Linked DNA regions of Mus musculus: all the other regions are linked to region 1. A link is a contact called in public HiChIP or PLAC-seq data. All regions are on one chromosome and are shown on one strand. The core of a region is the stretch at or near the end of the contact, and the rest is flanking DNA. Distances in the headings are between cores, read along the strand shown. Region 1 holds the start of Magel2 (melanoma antigen, family L, 2). Region 2 has its middle 40 kb from the start of Gm42395. Region 3 overlaps Gm42395 (a long non-coding RNA gene).

Region 1 (3,109 bases), core at 388-2,887:
AACATATGAGGAAAACGAGCCTGTTTTCCTCAAACCACCCACAGTTAGAAATGGCCATGTGGCATATCTCATAAAAGAGAGCAAAGGGGTTCTGTGTTTATTCTAGGTTCTTCCCAAAGGATTGTATTCCCCCGATTTCACAATTCTTGTAGAGATCGGGGCTATGAACCTGAGGTGAAGAATAAAACTGAAAATCATGACAACATTGAAGTGTTCATTCTATGGAAAGTCATTTCTGCTTAGAAGGCAACCTTGTTTTGCATGTACATAGAAGTGAGAGATTGTCATGAATCTCTGGTGTAACATGCTTTCAAAGACTGGATGGTCTCTGAAATATGAGCCCCAAATTCTGCCATAATTATTTAACAAACGGTCAGTCATCCTGGGGCATATTTCTTCTTTATGGCCCACCAGTTAAAAACGAACAACAACAACAAAACTATTTAGGAGCATGTGCTGAAGGTATGTTAAGAGTTGGGTACAGCCTTCAACATTCTCTTCTGCCCCCTAGTGGTTTCTTTCCTCACCTTGGACGACTGCCCTAGGCTGCAAACCACTCCTTGTAAAGGAATCATAATGCTAGTTACCGTCTATAAACCACTAAACTTGACCTAAACTGAGATTGCCACTTAATTTTGGGGAGAAAGAATACCAATATGCAGTAATTTTGATGGGTACCTCTTTATTTGTTAACATGGTATATGTCCATTTTTTAGCTGATTTTCCAGAAAACTTTTCTTATACTCTCCATTTTTCTAGAACTAATTTCCAGCACATTGCTTCATTTTTTAATTATTGTTATTTTCAGGATGTCTTTCACACTCTATTGTCTCATCTCACCCACTTTAGAAGTTGATTTTCCCGCGTTTAAACTTCTGCCTCCGTGAATTTCTGTTAATTTACTTCCAAGGTTCCTTTTCTTTCCTCTCTAATTGGCTCGTCTTTTCTCTACCCGATTCTACGATGTAGTCAGTATTCTTCTAGATGAGTTTAGATTTTCCCCCCTCTGAACACACTTTTAAACAATTGTATCCACTACTACTACTATGTTTTGATAAAGAATGGGCAAACTTGATTCTCGGATCCTCGTAATGAATACAGTTATAATAGACCACCTATGTTATCCCTGGGTTGACTGACTCATGTCCTAGCAAATATTCATCAACTCCCCTTACCCTGCATGTGCTTCCTGCCCTTCAGTTACTTGACAGAATAAACTACTCCAGGAAATTCACACACCCGAGACAGATACCTGAATACAGTCATTTTTTTCTACACCTTCGTTAAATTGTAATAGCTGTCTCGAATAGCTCCCCAGTCCCTCTTACGTCAATGTACTTCGTTTCTGAGCTCAGACCACACCACTACCCCCACCTTTGGACATGTTCCATGTTGCTAGTGGTTTATTCCCACTTCATAATGCAGCACAGTGATTTTTTTTGAACCGTAAATCTGTCCCTATCACTTGCCTATATAAACTCTTGCTTAAAGAGTATGAACTAGCTTAGTTGAGGATCTATACCGCAGGAGAAGGGATATTGAGTCAGTCGGGACTTTGGTAGACGCCCCTCTGAACAATCCACTTGTGGTGGTCGGGGGCGGGGAAGGGGCGGGATTGAGCCCCCTCCCCCCTCCTTCTTACTGCGGAGAGCTGCAGAGCCAGCCGACACTCTGTGTGAGCTGCGCTGCGAGCTGTGAGCTGAGAGCTGTGAGCTGCGTGGCGGAGCAAGCCAGGCAGTAGCACTTGGCTGAAAGCTGCGGTGCTAGCCAGGCAGCGCTCGCTGAGAGTTGCGGTGCCAGCCAGGTAGTGCTTGCTGAGAGCTGCTGAGAGAGCCCAGCTGCGCTCGCTGAGAGCTGCGGAGAGAACCGCGGAACACGCCAGTCTGCACCGGCTTCCTATTCAGCCTTCAAGCTGGAGGGGGATCCTGGACAGCCACGTCGGCATGCTCAGCACTGGAAGAAAAAGCGCAGCAACCGGAGACGGGCCACCACCAGTCAAGCAAGGGACATGTCGCAGCTAAGTACGAATCTGGGGGATTCCAGCCCTCCGGAGTCCCCAGTGCCTGCAGTCCATAGCCGCCCTACGGTTCTGATGCGGGCTCCGCCTGCTTCCTCCCGGGCTCCTCCTGTCCCCTGGGATCCACCTCCAGTGGACTTGCAGGCTCCCATGGCTGCTTGGCAGGCTCCTCAACCTGCCTGGGAGGCTCCGGAGGGCCAGCTGCCTGCCCCAGTGGCTCAGCTGGCCCAGCCTCCTGGTCTAGGGGCCCCAATGGTCCAGGCTCCACCGCTCGGAGGGGGGATGGCCAAGCCTCCAACTCCTGGAGTCTTGATGGTCCATCAGCCCCCTCCGGGAGCCCCCATGGCCCAGTCTTCAACTCCGGGAGTCCTGATGCTACATCCTTCTGTCACGGGGGCCCCTTTGGCTCATCCTCCTCCCCCAGGAACCCCGATGACACACCCTCCCGGGACCTCGATGGCGCACCCTCCTCCTCCTCCTCCTCCCCCTCCTCCTCCTCCTCCTCCTGGGACCCCAATGACCCACCCACCTCCTCCTGGGACTCCGATGGGTCACCATCCTCCTCCTGGGAACCCTATGACCCATCCTCCACCGGGGAACCCGATGGTGCATCCTCTCACTCATGGAGCCCCGATGGTCCATGGGGGACCACATGGAACTCCAATGCCGCATGTTCCCATTACGGGGACACCGATAGCCCAGCAGCCAACTCCAGGAGTCCTGATGGCCCAGCAGCTGACACCGGGAGTCCTGATGGTCCAGCCGCCTGCTCCGGGAGCTCCGATGGTCCAGCCACCTCCACAGGCTGCCTTGATGACCCAGCCTGCACCTTCGATTACTCCGATGGCCAAGCCTCCAGGTCCTGGTGTCGTGATGATCCATCCTCCAGGTGCCAGAGGTCCAATCATTCAGACTCCAGTATCAGGAGCACCAATGGCTCAGACAGTGCTGCCCCCTGGGCAGCCTCTGGCCACTTGGGCCCCACAGGGTCAGCCTTTGATCCTACAAATCCAGTCTCAAGTCATAAGGGCTCCTCCACAGGTTCCCTCTGTACCACAAGCCCCCCAGGTACAGCTGGCCACACCCCCAGGC
Region 2 (3,109 bases), core at 328-2,827, 110 kb before region 1:
TCTAATTATTTTCATATATGTACTGTTGAAATGTCTTCTAATAATTTCTTACTCAGTTACACAAACTACTGGCTTATAGAGTTCTTAATTTTAGTTAGTGTATCTTTAAGGTAACACCATTTGGTATTTTATACAGCAGCATTTGAAAACATATCCTATCTCTCCTGTATATTTTTCTTATATCTGGTGAAATTATTAATAAATATTTGAAATGACACTATTAACTAACCTAGTTTTCTAGAACACAAGAAGAAACTGCTTTGTCAATTAAATTATTTCAGACCTTTACACATAAAGTAAGACTATCAATAGTAGTTATAATAATTAATGAGTAAAACATATTGGATTGCATTTTTATGCAAATAATAGTAATCTACTTGTGAAATTTAGCTGATACTATATTATATGTATGAATATAAAGAGGAATATTTTTGTTCCCAGAAATTTTATGTGAATGTTTTTACATTAGCATAATTCTAAATATTAGTACTCCAAATCAACTATGTAAAAATGAATCTGATGAGAGAATGATCTCAAGCTGACAGTTAATTACCAGATATCATTGTCTAGAAAACAACAACAACATGCCTTTCTGTGTAAAGGCAAGATTGGGCAGGAAAAAAACTGTACTGTTGCAATAACAACAAAAATAAAATTATAATGTTTTAATCCCAGTGAAGTCTCTATCTCTTTTTTCACATGTCTTGCCATACATCTGCCTTCAAAGTTTATTCTTGGTAGGTCAATATGAACAGACATGCAAGCTTCTTTGTGCTAAAGAACTGCTTTAAATTTCCCTGGTCTAGTTTTACATGTTTCTGCTTGTAGCAGTACAAATCACATAGCATGTCCTCAACAGCTGTGTTCTTCTCAAAGCCAGAAAATGCTTCTAGGAATGAGCACAGGAATTGCAAGGAGAGACCAACAATACAGCTAACACTGTTGCATCAGATATGCTCTTGGATTAGTTCACAGGAATATGCTAAGTGCTTCTTTGTCTGTCATTCACTTGCTTGTCTTGAAATCTCATGCTTTATAAATTATTTAAAATCACTGATCATCAGTACATTTGTGCATACATTATAGAAACCTTCATTAGGGATCACCTTAATTCATTTCAAACTCCAGTGACTACAGTGCTTGTCAACAGGGAAACAGGTGGTAACAGTGACTAAATGTTGAGCAGTATTTTGTTCTATCTCCATGGCAACAGGACAGAAGAAGTTCTATTAAGATATATTGCTTCCAGCAAGGAGGCAAAAAGCCAGCAAAATGGTTCTGCCTTTCCGTGTATTCCCCAGCTTAATTTCTTTAGCTTCTTTTTAGAAAAATGCAATTTAAAATTGTTGAACACAGTATGTGAATACATTATGCAAATAATATTACATATACTATACAAAGACATGATGAAGAACTTCCTTCTCATATTTCTTTCATATGGCAATAATTACATTTTCTGTACAAATGGTTGGCTCTCATTTTATTAGATTTTATTGCTCCATTCAATGCCTAGGCATGTGCCATGCTTTTGGCAATGAAATATGAGGAGCAGTGGCAAATGTCACACTTGAACATAAGCCTTAGAGCCACATATGCTTCTGGGACTGCTTTTGTTCCTGTTGTCAGAATAATGGCATGCCTTTCAACCTGGATCATGGAATGAATAAAATGCAAGGAAATGTAATGAGCCTCTATCAGAGGTATAGCAAACAAGAAAGTAGCATTAACAATTATGTGATATTTGGTGCTATATTTTACTATAGCATTAGATCAGTGAAATAGGAATTTAAAAAGAAAAAAAGAAAAATCTATCCATTGTGAGGCACCACCCCAAATAAAATATTAAAATATTTTTCTCAAGCCCTCAGAAATCTAAACAATTCTAAAGATGTAATTGGCTCCAGAAAAAATTTAGTTATTTCAAATTTTATTGAGAACAATATCTGCTAAAATGTTTGTACATGGTGATTCATACTGGAGTTGTGAAAAGGTGAAGATATTGGAAACTGTTAATAACTAGTATGTTTGGCTAATGTCATTTACTATAGAAATATTCAGGTGTGAAAAATAAGGTGAGCATGGTTCCAAAATACCCTTAAATACATTCTCTCAGTCACTGAAACTTCCTCCTGAGACAAACTTTTACTCTCTGCATCCTGTCCCAATGCATTATGTACTAGGGACCAAGCTTGTAACACATGGCCTTTTTGTAGGGTGGAATGTGAGATATAAACTATATAGTACAAGAGCATCCAGTCACTGTTTCTCACATAAAAACCCCAGGGTACAAAATAACCAATGTATATCTAATTATTTTAGCTCCAATAAATTAAACTTAACTTGATGTACAATGTTTCATCAACATACAAGTAGTGCATATCTGAAAAGTAATTATAGAGTTACTATTCAAATATTAGAATCACCTGGAATAAAAAGTAACTACATTTTGAATGAGATTTATTGACAGAATTTCTTATTAATATTTGAGACTTAAAATTATCTTTGAGCCAATAATATTTCCTTTACCCTTCAGAGAGACACTGCTCTTTAATTCTCTATTTTATTGTGGCCAAGAAAGATGATAGAGAATGAGAGATACCCCACATGGTAGAGCTGTAAACCACAGACACCTGCTGGAAAGAGTACTGATAACACTGACAAAAGATGATCTGAGAAATAGGTTGTTTGTCAGAATGTCTGTGTGCAAGATTTCAGACTTTCCACGAAGCCTCAAGACCTGAATACTCCAACAATACTGTTTTCTCATTTTAACTAAAAGTATTTGAGAATATCCTGGCCCTGTGTCATATGTTGACAGATGAATAAAAGGCAATTTGCATTTGCATCTATAGATAATTAGGATACAAGACATCCTACTAGAGACTGCAGTCTGCTGATGTGATTCGAGGATTAGATGATGCTTCGATATTTTCATTCAAAAAGTTAGCACATATCTTGTGCTAACAAGAAAAAGTATGTGTAAGATGTTGGATTATAATAGATTTTATTGTTTTTATTTGACACCCTTGTTCTTTTTTCCACAGATCTTGACCCCCAGCACATACTGCCTTTTAAATATGAGTAGAAGCAGCCAGGCTTGTTTTAAAAG
Region 3 (3,109 bases), core at 450-2,949, 74 kb before region 1:
TTCATAGGTAAATAACAATAAACTGTTTGGTTTCTTTTAATAAAAAAACCAGACTTTGCTGTAAAAATTATATTTAAAATTTAAAGTTTAGGGCATAAATAAATTGAAAATGGAAACATAAATTGCTGAATAAATAGTGGACAAGTTCAAAGAAGACTCTGTTGAAATTAAACAATCTGAAAATGAAAATAAAAGCATTCAGAAGGATGAGAAGGGCTTTATTGACCTGCTGAACAGCATAAAGTACTATGGCAAGAAAATAACGAGTGTCAGGAGACCAGGAGGTGGAGAGAGGCAAAAAGAATATTCAAAGAAACAATATCTCTGAGCTTGATGAAAAACATTAATATACCCATCTAGACTCTATAATAAACTTCAAGTAAGATTAACTCAGAGACATCAATCTCAAAAACTCCTAATAACCACAATGTCAAAGCCGAGGACAAAGAGAAATACTGAAAGCCGAAAGAGTAGAGTACCACCATATACACAGCTCATCAGCAGTATGAACAGGTGCCTACTTAAACCATAGACGAACAAAGCATTGCAGAAGTTCACAATTAGAATGACGGGAGAAAAACAGCTGTCAATTAATACTGCTTATATTGAGAAAATGCATGTTGAAAACAGAAAGAAGAAAGCAGGATATCCTTTGACATAAAATAACAATAACAGCCAAAAGAAAACACAAAGGGTAAATTGAATTTTTCAATAAACCCATGCTGCAAGCAACAAGCACCGGGGTTTATTAAAATGAACGAAAAGAAAATTAAACATAAAGAGCTTTAGTGGCACTAACTATTGCAGTAAAATAGAAAAGTCAATAGAAAGAGATTTGTTGTTCGTAACTATGTTTTAATCCTATCTAATTTAATGGCAACTGCATAAAGGAATGATTACAAGTCTGTGCTGATGGGATTAAAATGTACAAAGGGGTAATTTGTCTGACAATAACAAGACAAATTAGAGGGAGGCAATACAGCTATAAAGGGGCATGATTCTTGTATACTATTCAATTAAGTTGCTTTTAATTTTCTCTAGATTGTTATAAATTAAGCTGCTAATTATAATGTTTAAAGGCTCCACTAAGAAAATTAAAAAAAAATACCATCAAAGAAAAAGCAAGAAAAATAAAATTGTACAGCAGCAAATATTTATTTCACAAGAAATTTTATACTTACAGAAGGAATTGATAGTATAAGATACAAGGAAACTAGTTACTTAGCAGGTGCGAATGCTATATCATAAGTTACTTAACTAAATGGAAGTAAATCCCAAAGAAAAGTAAGGAGGAAATATTAGAATAACAATTATATGCTCTATACATGAGATATAAATATGTCAGTTGGAGAAAACAGTTTACATAAAGGAATCAGAAAAACATAACCTATGCCAATATTGAAAATATTAACCTTTAAGATAAAAATTACTATTGAAGAAAAAGATGGATAGTATACAATAGCAAATTTCCCATTTATCACAAACACAAAATAGTTGCAAATTCATCTAACAATAGATGTCCAAATAGGTGAAGCAATACAGAATTCAAGGGAGAATAAGCAATTCAAACATAATTGTTGAATTTTTCAATAACCTACTTTCAATAATGGATAGAACAACTGCACAGAGAATTAGCATGGAAATAGAGCACTCCTACAGCACAACACACCAATTACACATAATAGACAAATGCGAAGCGCTCTACTCAGAAGCAGCAGAGCACACATTCTGCCCACGATGAACACAAAAACACTGTCCAGGGGCACCATATGTCAGGGCAAAATGAGTTTCAATCAATTCAAAAGGATTTTAATCATACACAGTATTATCCTACAAACAAAATGCCATAAAATTAGAAATCAAGGAAACAAAAAAAGCAGGCAAAGGGGAATCACAAATACAGAATGAATTAAATGACACAGTCTTAATTGATGTAAAATAAGAAAGCAAAATGAGAATTAGAAAATGCTCTGTGATGAATGAAAATGAAAGCACACAATGCCAAAATTTAAGTAATGCTAAAAACAAGTTTTTCCTAGGTATACTACATTTACATCGATCCTACATATGTTTATTTACTTAGAAAATTAGGATACCAAATAAATGACTCTATCTTGCATTTCAGAAAGCAAAAGTAACAATAGCTAACTAATGACAAAATGTGCAAAAAATTAAAAATTAGAAAAGAAATAAAAAATATAAATTCTCTATTTAGCCACCTAACCAGAGTGTGATATTTCATAACGGTGAACCATTAGTTGTACTAAAACAATATAAGAATGAAAATAAGCACTGAGTCTTAAAGAATAAATATATATAAAGCATATACAGACATGACATGAACAAGTTACAAAACCTAGTTAAACAGAAAATCTTTGTAGTAAGACATAAGCTCTGAAACTTGTTAAAAATTAGAAAACTAGAACAAATTAACAGCAAGCAATAATTTTGATAACTAATTTAAAAAATATTAAAAGCTAATAACCAAAGACATCTTCAAGGAGAAAAATACAAATGTTTAAAATTACCAGAAATCTTTCACAATTTTTTTCAATGAATGGAAAATGAAACTGTCTTTAAAATAATCAGTTTTGCCTAGGAAGAACTGAGCAAATATAAAACAAAATGAAAACCATAAACAACAGATACACATTGGAAGTGTAGATTCAGAAATCCTTAACAAAATACTATAAAACCAAAATACACCAAACCTGCGTGTGTATATGATGACTGTGCAACATAATTAAATAGCAACAACAAAGGGGAAAAGACGTCTGAATAGCGGCACTATTCACCATAATCTAAAGAGAAAAAGCACCTAGGTGAATGAGAGGAACAAAAAATCCTTTCCAAAGTTACACTGGATGGATACAAGGGTGTGCAACACATTAAACACTAAAGGTTGCATATTTTATACTTTGATTATGATCCTGAGAAATATACAACATTGGTGTGAAAACTTAGAATGACATGTGTCTCTGGGATAATGAAAAGTCTGTGCATAAGACATTTGGAATGATTGCAAACTTTGTGAATATACTAAACCTCACTGAACTTATAATTTAATTGATATTTCATAGAATTTGAGTACTTATATCTCAATTAAAAT

Evidence for each region. HiChIP or PLAC-seq counts read pairs in DNA pulled down with a chosen protein or histone mark.
Region 2: an H3K4me3 HiChIP or PLAC-seq map of embryonic forebrain shows a contact between it and region 1, with 5 times the contacts expected there. The contact joins the enhancer-like site here to the promoter of Magel2 in region 1. A contact is called at or near these places in 7 of 39 promoter capture datasets (the 3T3-L1 cell line, cranial neural crest, embryonic stem cells and 3 more), 1 of 484 Hi-C or Micro-C datasets (cranial neural crest), 8 of 115 datasets of contacts at active chromatin or transcription factors (embryonic basal ganglia, embryonic forebrain, embryonic hindbrain and 5 more) and 3 of 9 other capture datasets (adipose tissue, embryonic stem cells and pancreatic islet).
Region 3: an H3K4me3 HiChIP or PLAC-seq map of embryonic forebrain shows a contact between it and region 1, with 3 times the contacts expected there. The contact joins the enhancer-like site here to the promoter of Magel2 in region 1. A contact is called at or near these places in 2 of 39 promoter capture datasets (3T3-L1-derived adipocytes and embryonic stem cells), 4 of 115 datasets of contacts at active chromatin or transcription factors (embryonic forebrain, embryonic hindbrain, embryonic midbrain and 1 more) and 1 of 9 other capture datasets (adipose tissue).

The regions. Positions count from the first base shown.
Region 1 is chr7:62,375,342-62,378,450 of GRCm38.p6, forward strand. Magel2 (melanoma antigen, family L, 2) reads left to right here and starts at 1,638. Exons shown (of 1, transcript NM_013779.2): 1 at 1,638-3,109. The coding sequence starts at 2,009. The region is part of intron 1 of Gm32061 (predicted gene, 32061); the gene reads right to left.
Region 2 is chr7:62,268,459-62,271,567 of GRCm38.p6, forward strand. No RefSeq gene overlaps it. Among named protein-coding and RNA genes, the nearest start is that of Gm42395, 40 kb to the right of the region's middle. Within about 2 kb of position 1,578, at least 9 of the 459 cell types and tissues checked have an H3K27ac peak or open chromatin away from gene starts, as enhancers often do. A contact at or near this core is called in embryonic forebrain, where this site is marked.
Region 3 is chr7:62,300,957-62,304,065 of GRCm38.p6, forward strand. The region is part of intron 1 of Gm42395 (a long non-coding RNA gene); the gene reads right to left. Among named protein-coding and RNA genes, the nearest start is that of Gm42395, 7.4 kb to the right of the region's middle. Within about 2 kb of position 1,700, at least 6 of the 459 cell types and tissues checked have an H3K27ac peak or open chromatin away from gene starts, as enhancers often do. A contact at or near this core is called in embryonic forebrain, where this site is marked.